Regions from separate parts of the Xenopus tropicalis genome. Here region 1 is linked to region 2. Evidence: chromatin contacts called from public Hi-C data. All regions are on one chromosome and are shown on one strand. Each heading gives the region's core, a stretch centred on a gene start, on an enhancer-like site or on the middle of the called end of the contact. The rest is flanking DNA. Distances are from core to core; before and after follow the strand shown.

The links. A called contact is a pair of places that touch in the nucleus more often than the background predicts.
Region 1: a Hi-C map of brain shows a contact between it and region 2, with 6 times the contacts expected there. The contact joins the promoter of elmod3 here to the promoter of ykt6 in region 2. A contact is called at or near these places in 2 of 5 Hi-C or Micro-C datasets (brain and tailbud embryo).

The regions. Positions count from the first base shown.
Region 1 is chr3:126,672,978-126,679,733 of UCB_Xtro_10.0, reverse strand. It overlaps elmod3 (ELMO/CED-12 domain containing 3), which reads left to right and starts at 5,488. Exons shown (of 13, transcript NM_001079174.2): 1 at 5,488-5,556; 2 at 5,881-6,122. The coding sequence starts at 6,111. It overlaps dbnl (drebrin like), which reads left to right. Exons shown (of 14, transcript NM_001142659.1): 13 at 1,086-2,034; 14 at 2,194-2,509. The coding sequence ends at 1,225.
Region 2 is chr3:126,517,886-126,524,736 of UCB_Xtro_10.0, reverse strand. It overlaps ykt6 (YKT6 v-SNARE homolog), which reads left to right and starts at 3,826. Exons shown (of 8, transcript NM_203692.1): 1 at 3,826-3,977; 2 at 4,138-4,246. The coding sequence starts at 4,143.

The sequences.
Region 1 (6,756 bases), core at 4,239-6,738, 150 kb before region 2:
CCAAGGCGCAAACCACTTTTAAGCAAAAAGAACATTATGGCTCGTCTCAATTTTGCTAAAAAACATCTCAATGATTGCCAAGACTTTTGGGAAAATATCTTGTGGACCGACGAGACAAAAGTTGAACTTTTTGGAAGGTGCGTGTCCCGTTACATCTGGCGTAAAAGTAACACAGCATTTCAGAAAAAGAACATCATACCAACAGTAAAATATGGTGGTGGTAGTGTGATGGTCTGGGGTTGTTTTGCTGCTTCAGGACCTGGAAGGCTTGCTGTGATAGATGGAACCATGAATTCTACTGTCTACCAAAAAATCCTGAAGGAGAATGTCCGGCCATCTGTTCGTCAACTCAAGCTGAAGCGATCTTGGGTGCTGCAGCAGGACAATGACCCAAAACAAACCAGCAAATCCACCTCTGAATGGCTGAAGAAAAACAAAATGAAGACTTTGGAGTGGCCTAGTCAAAGTCCTGACCTGAATCCTATTGAGATGTTGTGGCATGACCTTAAAAAGGCGGTTCATGCTAGAAAACCCTCAAATAAAGCTGAATTACAACAATTCTGCAAAGATGAGTGGGCCAAAATTCCTCCAGAGCGCTGTAAAAGACTCGTTGCAAATTATCGCAAACGCTTGATTGCAGTTATTGCTGCTAAGGGTGGCCCAACCAGTTATTAGGTTCAGGGGGCAATTACTTTTTCACACAGGGCCATGTAGGTTTGGATTTTTTTTCTCCCTAAATAATAAAAACCCTCATTTAAAAACTGCATTTTGTGTTTACTTGTGTTATCTTTGACTAATAGTTAAATGTGTTTGATGATCAGAAACATTTATGTGTGACAAACATGCAAAAGAATAAGAAATCAGGAAGGGGGCAAATAGTTTTTCACACCACTGTATATGTATGTATATATATATATATATGTATGTATATATATATGTATGTATATATATATGTATGTATATATATATGTATGTATATATATATGTATGTATATGTATGTATATATATATATGTATATATATATATGTATATATATATATATATAAAATAACGGTGGGGATTTTTTTTCTTTCCTTCTTTGCAGCTGATGATACAGAGATCTCATTTGACCCAGACGACTTTATAACACATATCGAGAAGATTGACGAAGGCTGGTGGCGCGGTATTGGTCCCAATGGTCACTTTGGAATGTTCCCAGCCAATTATGTTGAGTTGCTAGAGTGAGTTTGCTGGTGCTGAGCACAAGCAGTATGGGGGGAGGTTGGTCCTGGCAATGAGAGGTTCCTGTTGCACTAAAACGGTTCTAACACCATAGGCTATTACCACAAGAAAAGCACTTCATGTCTTCACTTGAACAAAATGCTTCCTGTTGACCAACTAGACGGTTAATTTATATACTATTCTTAGTTTAGCACCAGGGCTTTTGATCAACTTTTATCCTAGGTGCTGTGAGAAAGCATTCCTTGTGCTGTGCAGGCAGCTCTGTTGGCATTTCTGTTGGACTCTGCAAGACTGAGGGTCTTACACTGGGCTATAATTGCTAGCTCTGTGGACCAAAGGGTCTATTAGTCACTCCTCCTGCTTCCTTGATCTTTTTGTTCAGCTCCTTCAGCTTTTTCCCCTCTTTGAACATTATCTCCCACTATTGCCCAGCCTTCAAGGACCACGCCAAGGGGTTCATGCTTGTTTAGCCCCACTCCAGGCTGTGTCGCTAGGCCACCTTGCTTGATATTCACTACTCACAAGGCTTTCTTGCTGTTTATCCCACCTTCTGGTTTTATTGGTTGGTTTAGATGTGCCCAAGGATTATTGCTTGTCTAGCCACCCAGCCAGAGCCTTTTCTCCCCCAGCACTCCCATGATTCCAATTGGGCAAAGCGAGAACATTGACAAAGCGAATGTTAACCCAGAAGTCACATAGCAATCAATGAGCAGGCAACATGTATTGGTTTGCTGTTTGAAAGGGAATATGTGGTTGCTGTGAGTTAATAGACCCGGGATGAACGTTCCACCCATTATTACTTTATCTTCGTGTGCTCTGTCAGATAAGAAACCAGAATGGATTTCCCACATGACATGACTGTCACTGTAATTATTACTTGGTAGCATTCCATGGGCTTCTTTTTAAGCGACAGTTATTGGTAAGGATAGTTAGTCTCGGTTCTTCCTTTTACCCTCTCATTTATCCTCACTTGCTTTCCTATGCCCACACTAAGCTGCCAGTATTTGCTTTTCCTACAAACATTCCTGTATACCCCATCCCCAGAATACCCCCCCCCCCCCTTACCTGTGCTCCTACTTAATGTGAAATGTGGTGGGCGGTCTGTAGAGACCACATCCATGCCTCCCCTGTGACTATTGAATGCTGGTTTGGAATCTCTGGGCTTGTAGGATCATGCTAAGGATGATACATAATTCTGTGTCCTGTGAAATCACATAATCATGCTGAAACTTATTTCTTGTTCTTGGTTTTTTTAATCATTAAAAAATAAAAGACTTTGTAATACTGGCTTCATTTTCTTTTAGCTTGTAAAATGGTGAATATTGATAGGTTGGTGACACGTAACCCCATGATGGGGCCACAGCTCCCTCTTTGGCACTGAGAAATGATTGCAGCCACAAGGGTACAATAATAATGAGTGTTTGGGCATCTTACTATTTGCTGTTTATTAATCGTGCTGATCCTGCAAGAAAATCTTCCAGGTCTCTAATCCCACAAGCTTTTTGGGGTAGATCTAGATATCTAAGCCATTTGTAAGATGGCATTTCAGTTACCCCATCCTGTAAGGAATTTGTGGCTTAAATATATGTGCGGGGTATTCTTGGAATAAGTGACCTTTAGTTGGCACATGTTCCCATGCAACAAGAGCCTGGTTACAGTGGCCGTTGGTCGGTACAGTAGGGATGTTACACTCAGGGTTACGGGGCCGTTGGTCAGTATGGTAGGGATGTTGTTACACTCGGGGTTACGGGGCCGTTGGTTGGTACAGTAGGGAGGTTACACTCGGGGTTACGGGGCCGTTGGTCGGTACAGTAGGGATGTTACACTCGGGGTTACGGGGCTGTTGGTCGGTACAGTAGGGATGTTACACTCGGGGTTACGGGGCCGTTGGTCGGTACAGTAGGGATGTTACACTCGGGGTTACGGGGCCGTTGGTCGGTACAGTAGGGATGTTACACTCGGGGTTACGGGGCTGTTGGTCGGTACAGTAGGGATGTTACACTCGGGGTTACGGGGCTGTTGGTCGGTACAGTAGGGATGTTACACTCAGGCTTACGGGGCTGTTGGTTGGTCGGTACAGTAGGGATGTTACACTCGGGGTTACGGGTCTGTTGGTCGGTACGGTAGGGATGTTACACTCAGGGTTACGGGGCTGTTGGTCGGTACAGTAGGGATGTTACACTCGGGGTTACGGGGCCGTTGGTCGGTACAGTAGGGATGTTACACTCGGGGTTACGGGGCCGTTGGTCGGTACAGTAGGGATGTTACACTCGGGGTTACGGGGCCGTTGGTCGGTACAGTAGGGATGTTACACTCGGGGTTACGGGGCCGTTGGTCGGTACAGTAGGGATGTTACGCTCGGGGTTACGGGGCCGTTGGTCGGTACAGTAGGGATGTTACGCTCGGGGTTACGGGGCCGTTGGTCGGTACAGTAGGGATGTTACGCTCGGGGTTACAGGGCCGTTGGTCTGTACAGTAGGAATGTTACACTCGGGGTTACGGGGCCGTTGGTCTGTACAGTAGGGACGTTACACTCGGGGTTACGGGGCCGTTGGTCGGTACAGTAGGGATGTTACGCTCGGGGTTACGGGGCCGTTGGTCGGTACAGTAGGAATGTTACACTCGGGGTTACAGGGCCGTTGGTCTGTACAGTAGGAATGTTACACTCGGGGTTACGGGGCCGTTGGTCTGTACAGTAGGGACGTTACACTCGGGGTTACGGGGCCGTTGGTCGGTACAGTAGGGATGTTACGCTCGGGGTTACGGGGCCGTTGGTCGGTACAGTAGGAATGTTACACTCGGGGTTACGGGGCCGTTGGTCTGTACAGTAGGAATGTTACACTCGGGGTTACGGGGCCGTTGGTCGGTACAGTAGGGATGTTACGCTCGGGGTTACGGGGCCGTTGGTCGGTACAGTAGGGATGTTACGCTCAGGGTTACGGGGCCGTTGGTCTGTACAGTAGGAATGTTACACTCGGGGTTACGGGGCCGTTGGTCGGTACGGTAGGGATGTTACGCTCGGGGTTACGGGGCCGTTGGTCGGTACAGTAGGGATGTTGACCCATTATATAGCCCAGAGTTCTCCAACCATTGGCTCCTGAGCAACAAATTGTTCCAAACCAGGGAGTTATTTTTGAATTCCTGACTTGGGGGCAAGTTTCGGTTGAATAAAAACAAGATTTAGTACCAAATAAAGCCCCCTGTAAGCTGATAGTGTGCATAGAGGCCCCTAATAGCCAATCACAGCCCTTATTTGGCACCTCCATGAACTTTTATGATGCTTGTGTTACTCTCCTCTCACTGTCCCATTATACAGCCTGTCCCTGTCCCATTACACAGCCCGTCCCTGTCCCATTACACAGCCCGTCCCTGTCCCATTACACAGCCCGTCCCTGTCCCATTATACAGCCTGTCCCATTATACAGCCTGTCCCTGTCCTATTATACAGCCCATCCCTGTCCCATTATACAGACTATCCCTGTCCTATTACACAGCCCGTCCCTGTCCCATTACACAGCCCGTCCCTGTCCCATTACACAGCCCGTCCCTGTCCCATTACACAGCCCGTCCCTGTCCCATTACACAGGCCGTCCCTGTCCCATTACACAGCCCGTCCCTGTCCCATTACACAGCCCGTCCCTGTCCCATTACACAGCCCGTCCCTGTCCCATTACACAGCCCGTCCCTGTCCCATTACACAGGCCGTCCCTGTCCCATTACACAGCCCGTCCCTGTCCCATTACACAGCCCGTCCCTGTCCCATTACACAGCCCGTACCTGTCCCATTACACAGCCCTTCCCTGTCCCATTACACAGCCCGTCCCTGTCCCATTACACAGCCTGTCGCCCTCAATTCTCGCGAGAGTAGGATAAGAGGTCGGGAGAGCGAGTCGGGAGAGCGGGTCGGGAGAGCGGGCCGGGAGATGCCAAGGAGCGGGACAATTAAAGGGCTAAACTGGGATCCGGGAGACTGGGCTGTTTAATACAAATCGGGACTACTGGGAGGCAAAATCATTGGATCCATAAATCAGAGCGTTACGGGGCAGCTTAGTTCTTCTCGTCCTGCTAACCAGCTCTCTGTCACAGCAACCTGACCGCCAATAACCTTTCCGGCTTCTGGGGACATACCTTGCCTTGTGACGCACGTTAACAGCGAGCTAATCACCCGGTCCAAAATTAGCTAGGGGCGGGGACTAAAGGAATGCTGGGCATTGTAGTTCAGGAGTTCCCTACGTTAAGTTTTGCGGCTCTCCGCAAAGACTACGTTTCCCACAATGCATCGCGCCGCTCGGTTGCCAGGACTCTGGAGAAGCTGATGGCCGCTGAGATTGGAGGTAGGGAAGTTCTGAGATTGATAGAGCAGGAATGTAGTGTTTGTGTCCGGGGCTCTGCTGTATGTATAATGATATACAATATAAATGCATGTGTGTTTGTGTGATTATGAGGTGATTGTGCTTGCACTCTCTACTCACTCAGATCCACTGATCCATCACACCATCACAGCTTTTACTCTGGGGGTGGGGATAGATTCTCTGTCCCTGGCACATCAAGGGTTAAGCCATTCTAAGAATTATAACTGCAGTTTCTGTTCTTGTATCCGTTTCCCTGTTTTGCCAGTTTAACCTTTCTAAATATTGTCATTTCTTCTTGTTTTGTAGGGTTACAGAAAGCAGACCTGAGAGATCCTCATGTGACCCACACAACCTGCGGCGGTAGCCTGGAACTGGGCGCTTTCATTCCGTGCAGCTGCACCCCCTAACAGTCATGCTAAATATGTTAGCGCTTACCAGACCTGAGGGCGGGCCTAAATATATTGGATTAATATGGCAGACACCTGTGTGATCACCCTCAGCTGTGAAACTGTTTATCTGCACAACTAAATCTCACAATGGAGAGTGAGGTATGGGGAATCTGAAGGCTTGCATGGGGGCAGCTTATTATTAAGCAGTCGTGGTTTGCACTCAGGTGCCTTGGCTTTGTAGGACTGAGCAGGTAAAGAGAAACTGATAAGATCAGTGTCTAGAGTTGCCACTTCACCCCTTTAATAATCATTTACCTTCAAATGTAGTTCAGTGGCAACTGGGGGACCTTTGATTATCCATGCACATTACTAACCCAACAAACTATCTGCCACTGTTGTTAGGGTGATGACACATGGAGCTACTTAGTAGCAGCTACTTGTCACGGCTGCTAAAATCCAGAAAATACCCTGCCATAGACAATACTGAGAATTGCCTCAGCTAAAACACACGTAGAGACAATTATCAGTAAATGATCAGCATTGTCTATTTTAGTAGCCGTGACAAGTAGCTGCTACTAGTAGCTCAGTGTGTCTTCACCCTAAAACTGTAGTTCCCAGTATGCTCAGCCAGCAATTAGTATTCTTTGCTGTACTGTTCCTATGTAGAACCCCAATAATTAAAGAAATATCTTTTCCTTCTAGCTACAAAAGAAAACAGCTATAAAAGTTGTGGCACCGGTACATATATGACTGTTTAATTGCCAGGTTTGTTTAAATTGATACAAAATAGTTA
Region 2 (6,851 bases), core at 2,577-5,076:
GAGTTATGTACAAGTTTGCGGGCAGTGCTCTTCGCGTGACTGTCGGGGATAAAACTACTAATCGTATTCATAGGGGGAAACCCTTATAAGGTGCTGGGTTCTGTGACCTGGAGAATGAAGTAAAAATAAGTTTAAATCTGTCTGATCGCACCCCCACCCCCTGCCCTTATGTGGCACATTCCCTCTCCAATACTCTATAGGTGGGTAGAGAAAAACTATTATTATTCTTGTGCCCTTGTAATTGTCATTTACTGCTCTGCACCCTTGGTGTTAGTTGTAGTTCTACAAGACCTGAGAGGAGCAGCCCTGGAGACTTGGGGCCCAAGGAAGGACCCTTTAATCAAACAGAACTGATCCATTTTCTGCTGTGACCTTTATATAATGTGATGGATCAGCTGCCCTTGTGCTGCCGCCTGGCTGGTACAAACCTTCCCTGATGCCAATGTTATTAATAGAGCGAAAGGGTAAAAATCGCAGAAAAGGTGGCACCCCCAGCTGCTCGGTACTGGCAGTACAAGGAGGGAGGGGATGATTAAGGGTATCTATGAGCACAGTGCTGTCCAGTGTCTGTGGCTGCATATAGCATTGACTGCACTGCAAAAGGGCCACCATTAGAAATAACGGGGTCCTATGCTACTTCATTAGAAGGACCCTTGCCTCAGTGGTCCTAGGTAATTAACTGTAGATCACAATGCCCTTTTATACCCACCACCCATATTTCTCCCAGGGAAGTGCCTCTAGGGCAATGGGACATTTTTTTTTTTTAAAAGGTTTTTATTTTGCATTTTTAAACAAACAAACAAACAGAAATAAAACAAAAGAAAAACAGATAAAGTAAAATAATTGGCACTTACATCATCTTTATCACTTATATATCATTTGCGTTTTATACTTGGTGACAGTTAGAACTCCATGTGGTATCAACTTGTCAAGGTACACCAGGGGTTATGTGCGTATTAATCATCCGGTAGAGATATACTGGGGTTGGCATCTAGCCAGGGTTCCCATATTTTCTCAAATTTCCCAGGTGCCCCCCGGGCATTGTATGTCAGTTTGATCAGCGGAAGTGTCCCATTTATTAGTTCTATCCAATATTTATTCATTAGAGGCATTTGAGTTTATCTCCCCCTGCTCATTATAGGGCGGATTTTCCTTTGGGTTTTTACATGTAGGAAAACATGCAAAAAAGTTCACTGCAGAGAACAATTGAATTTCTGGCAAATCCACTCGTAACTATTCATTTGCAAAGCCGACATTTAGTTATTTTGACGTTCCTTGTAATGGCGCTGCAGCTCACATACCGGTGAAGGGGGTCTCCTGCATGTAACGGCCATATTGGAGCGTTCAGAGGAATCACCATTATCCTGCAATTGGAGGAGGGACAGGGCGGGCTTGGGATGCCTGCCTGCGTAGCACCACCCAACCTGTAGCAGCTTTACACCCAGCTTGTGTTTGGTTGGTAACTGGCGTTTCTGTCTAGGGGCCCATATATGAGCCAACATGGCTGTTATACAGTCACCTTGCTGACAGTCAGATATTGCCCAATATGGCCGCCCAGATGTCCAATAAACACTACCCAAATATCTGCCACAAAGGAATGGGTGTGAAATTAGTGCAGTGCTTCTCTCTTCATCGCCCCATCCGTGTACTGAGAATAAGAGCCGGCAGAACCTGTTTGGTTTGGGGGTTCTGCAAATGTTTATTTAACTGTCATTATTCAAACATTCTCTCTATACATTATATACACACTCACACAGTATATTTAGAATATATATGTACTTGAACAAAAACAATACATAACAGCAGTTCCCTTTAGGGCCAAGACACACGGAGCTACTTAGTAGCAGCTACTAAAGGCCAGAAAATTCCCTGCCATAGACAGTACTTTTCATTGCCCCTTGTTCAATATAAAGTGACCAACGACAGAGACTGAGAGGCCATTTTGTACATGGCATACAACCCACTAAGATTAAGGAGACACTAGGAGACGCAGCCCCCGGAATGAACATTATGCTGTATGGCACCAGATTAGGGATTTTATCACTTATAGTAATATGTTCATTTCTGCTTTGGGATGCATTGCCCTTTAAAGGGGTGGCTCAATTTAGCTTTTAGTATGTTTTATAGATTGACCAGTTCTAAGCAACTTTTCATTTGGACTTCATATAAATTTTGAATTATTTTCAATTTGAATTACTTCTTGCAGCTTTCAAATGGGGGTCGGTGACCGCGGCAGCCAAAAGCTTTCCTCTGTGAAGCTACAGTGTTATTGTTACTTTTGATAACTTTTTATTTCTATTCAGTCCCTCTCCTAGTCATATATCAGTCTCTCATTCAAGCCCCTCCCTGGTTGCTAAGGTAATTTGGACCTTAGTAACCCAATAGCTGTTCTAACACCAAACTGGAGAGCTGCTGAACAATTATTGAAGTTATTTAAAACTACAAATAATGAAAAAATGAAGACCAATTGGAAATTGTCTCTGAATATTACTCTCTACATCATACTAAATGTTAACTCAGTGAACAGCCCCTTTAAAAGGGATACAAGGAGAACATGCTCTGTCCCTGCTGGGCCCAGCCCAGCAAGTTTTTCCCTTTAAATACAGGATACCTATTTAGTACATCTGCTCATATCTTGGCCATGGGATATTTGGCTTGATAAATGAGGCCTCCTATATCCGAGTGCAGCCCACACTGGTTTCCATGCAGCCATGCAGTATGTATTCGCTATGCATGTGGGTAACAAAGTACTTTTTTGTAAGAAGTTTCTATTCTGTGGCTTTGGTACTGGGACCTCTCCGCTACAGGAAGGCTCATTAATCAAAGCCAAACGGCAGAAAAAGTCCCATGACCATGAAAGGGAAAAGAAAACCACTGATAATGTCTCCCAAATGGTTCCCACAGGGTATAGAGCAGCTGTACCACTTTGTAGGAAACCTCCATATTTGTCCTTCCTATGGTACAATACCCTCTGCTACAAATATATACTTATTATAGATCTTTTTAAATGATCTTTCTTTATTGATTTTACATTTAAAGTGTGGGGGGGGGCACTGTATATACAGTAACAGTTTCTTTCTTATCTTACAGGGTATATAACAACATACCTCCCAACATTTTATTAAGAGAAAGAGGGACAAAAATATGTGACTCAGGTAGTGTGGCAAAAAAAAAATTTGGCCACGCCTGCTTTGTGACCACGCCCCACGTGCCACACCCACTTTACATGGCCCAGATGTGCCAGTATAATCACTAAATAAAAAGAATAAAGGACATATTAACTTCAAACATGCCAGTATGACTACATTAAATTGATAAAGGGCATATTAACCCCAGACATGCCAGTAAAATTACCAATCAACTTCAGACATGCCAAAAGTTCTGTGCATTTTCCAAAGTTATAAATATGGAGGAGATCCAGACGCAGGCTGAAATTGGGAAAATAAACTCCAATGGCTGCAGGGGCAGTTGGTAACCATGGAAGCCTTTTTTCTTGCGAACCTTTAGCATAAAACATAAATGACTTTTATTGGGACTGAAATGGCGAATGGCATAACGAGAAACCAACAACAAAGATAAGTGTTCACTCAGAGAAACAGAAAGCGCAAGCACAACAACATGCGATTTTGAGAGAAGCCGCCACGATTAACCAGCAGCTTCCGACTATGTAACACTGAGTTACGCCGGCTCGCCACGCCCATCGGGCGGCAACGTGTTGCGTCACTGCGCTTACGTGTAGTGGTGATGAGACTTGTGGCGTTGGGATTTCCTGTAAGACTGGAGGAGGGTTGGAGGCTGCAGTTAACAGTTTTGCGGGACCTGTAAGTAGCGACCCGGGACTGTTGGGCTGTTGGGAAAAGCGGGACTTGGTGCTATTATTAAGGCTGTGTAGGGGAGACGACACGCAGGCACTTCAGCATCCAACACCCCTCCCGAAGTCTACATCTCACTGACAGCAGGGGGGCCCTGTGAGCCAAGTAAGTGCAGCACAGCCGGCCCACCTAGAGACCCACAACCCATCGGGCCCAGGACTGCTGTCCCCCGCTCATGGCTGCCCTGCCTAGCACTGATGTGTGTGCTCATCTGTCCTTGTTATATGGAACCATTTACCCCAATCCTCCCCTCTCTCTCTTGCAGCCACCATGAAGCTTTACAGTCTCAGTGTTCTATATAAGGGAGATAACAAGGTCAGTCTTCTGAAAAGTGCCTATGATGTCTCCTCCTTCAGCTTCTTCCAGAGATCCAGGTATGATGGGTGCCCACCCTATGCTCACAGTATAATATATATGCAGTGGTTACCAAGCTGGGTGCCCCCTATGCTCACAGTATAATATATATGCAGTGGTTACCATGCTGGGTGCCCCCTATGCTCACAGTATAATATATGCAGTGGTTACCAAGCTGGGTGCCCACCCTATGCTCACAGTATAATATATATGCAGTGGTTACCAAGCTGGGTGCCCACCCTATGCTCACAGTATAATATATATGCAGTGGTTACCAAGCTGGGTGCCCACCCTATGCTCACAGTATAATATATATGCAGTGGTTACCAAGCTGGGTGCCACCCTATGCTCACAGTATAATATATATGCAGTGGTTACCAAGCTGAGTGCCCACCCTATGCTCACAGTATAATATATATGCAGTGGTTACCATGCTGGGTGCCCCCTATGCTCACAGTATAATATATATGCAGTGGTTACCAAGCTGGGTGCCCCCTATGCTCACAGTATAATATATATGCAGTGGTTACCAAGCTGGGTGCCACCCTATGCTCACAGTATAATATATATGCAGTGGTTACCAAGCTGGGTGCCCACCCTATGCTCACAGTATAATATATATGCAATGGTTACCAAGCTGGGTGCCCCCCTATGCTCACAGTATAATATATATGCAATGGTTACCAAGCTGGGTGCCCCCTATGCTCACAGTATAATATATATGCAGTGGTTACCAAGCTGGGTGCCACCCTATGCTCACAGTATAATATATATGCAGTGGTTACCAAGCTGGGTGCCCCCTATGCTCACAGTATAATATGTATGCAGTGGTTACCAAGCTGGGTGCCACCCTATGCTCACAGTATAATATATATGCAGTGGTTACCAAGCTGGGTGCCCACCCTATGCTCACAGTATAATATATATGCAATGGTTACCAAGCTGGGTGCCACCCTATGCTCACAGTATAATATATATGCAGTGGTTACCATGCTGGGTGCCCCCTATGCTCACAGTATAATATATATGCAGTGGTTACCAAGCTGGGTGCCCCCTATGCTCACAGTATAATATATATGCAGTGGTTACCAAGCTGGGTGCCCACCCTATGCTTACAGTATAATATATATGCAGTGGTTACCAAGCTGGGTGCCCACCCTATGCTCACAGTATAATATATATGCAGTGGTTACCAAGCTGGGTGCCCCCTATGCTCACAGTATAATATATATGCAGTGGTTACCAAGCTGGGTACCCACCCTACGCTCACAACATCATATATATGTAGTGGTTCCTATTCAGGTGCCTTGACATTCCTACATCAGATGGGGAGCATGCATACATATAATTCAGCCCTTGCCTGGACTGTGAACTCTGGGGGTCATTTATGAACACTTGGCAGGTTTGCACCTGGGCATTAGCCCATGGGAACCAATCAAAAGTTTGCTTTTTATTGTTCTACCTTCAGCTAGCTGTAACATTTGCCCAGTGTTTATACATGAGTTCCTTTGTTTTTTAGGTGCATGTTGGACTTTCTTGGCCCACACTGCCTGCAAGAAATTAGAGGGTATACTGATTATACCAAGAATGTTTGCTTACAGTCTTAGAGACTCTTTATTTGAGAGGGCAGGCTATTCACAAAGTTGTATAAAATGTGGTAGTAACCTATAGCAACTAGCCAGAATGTTTCTTTTTTCAGTCTTGTTGCAGCTGGATCTTGGCTAGTTGCTATGGGTTCATATATGTCAGCTCGTATGCCACCCTACTTTGGTCCTCATCACCTAGTCAACCACAATCTCGCACTCCCCAAAGTATGCATCCAAGTTAATGTTTACCCCCTGAAATGGAAAATATATAAAACCCACCTGAAATTACCTTAGATACAAGCAGCATTGGGCAGAGCTGGGAGCGCAATGTGGGGGCAGCACTTCTGAAAAAAGGGGGCCTGCTAGTAAGACATACCTGTGTGTTTCTTGCTCCACAGTACATATTGCCTCATTAAGCCATGCATCTATTCATACATCTATTCCAACAAATGCGTCAAAGTTATTATAATGTACTGTTGCCCTGCAGTGGTAAAAGTTGTGTGTTTGTTTCAGAAACACTACTACAGTTTGTATAAACAAAGCTGCTGTGTAGTCATGGAGGCTGCCATTCCAATTATAATAGGGCTAAGTGGCATAGGTTACTTAGCAGATAACGGATAAGCTCTGTAAAACACCACTGTATTCTACAGAGCTTGTCTGCCATCTTCTGTGTAACCTGTGCCTTTTTTTTCCAGCTTAAATATCTACCCGTGGCTACACAGCAGCTTATTTATTTAACCTAAAGTAATGAGGCAAACACAAAATGTTTTCCAGTGCAGGGCAATGCTAAATGATATTTTAATTAACTTAAAACACTTTAATTTTTGGTGTTACTGTTCCTATAAATTAAAGTCAATAGATGAGCTTAAATATGTACTCAGCTGAGCAACCAATAGGGGGCTCCAATTCATATAAAAACATTCAGGGATGAAAATATGGTTGGCTGGGCTTAGTAACCAGAGCTAATGCAATATGTAATTCACTTATAGAGAGTCAGAACTTATAATGTCACAAGGTGTCTATCTCTTTATTAGACTGC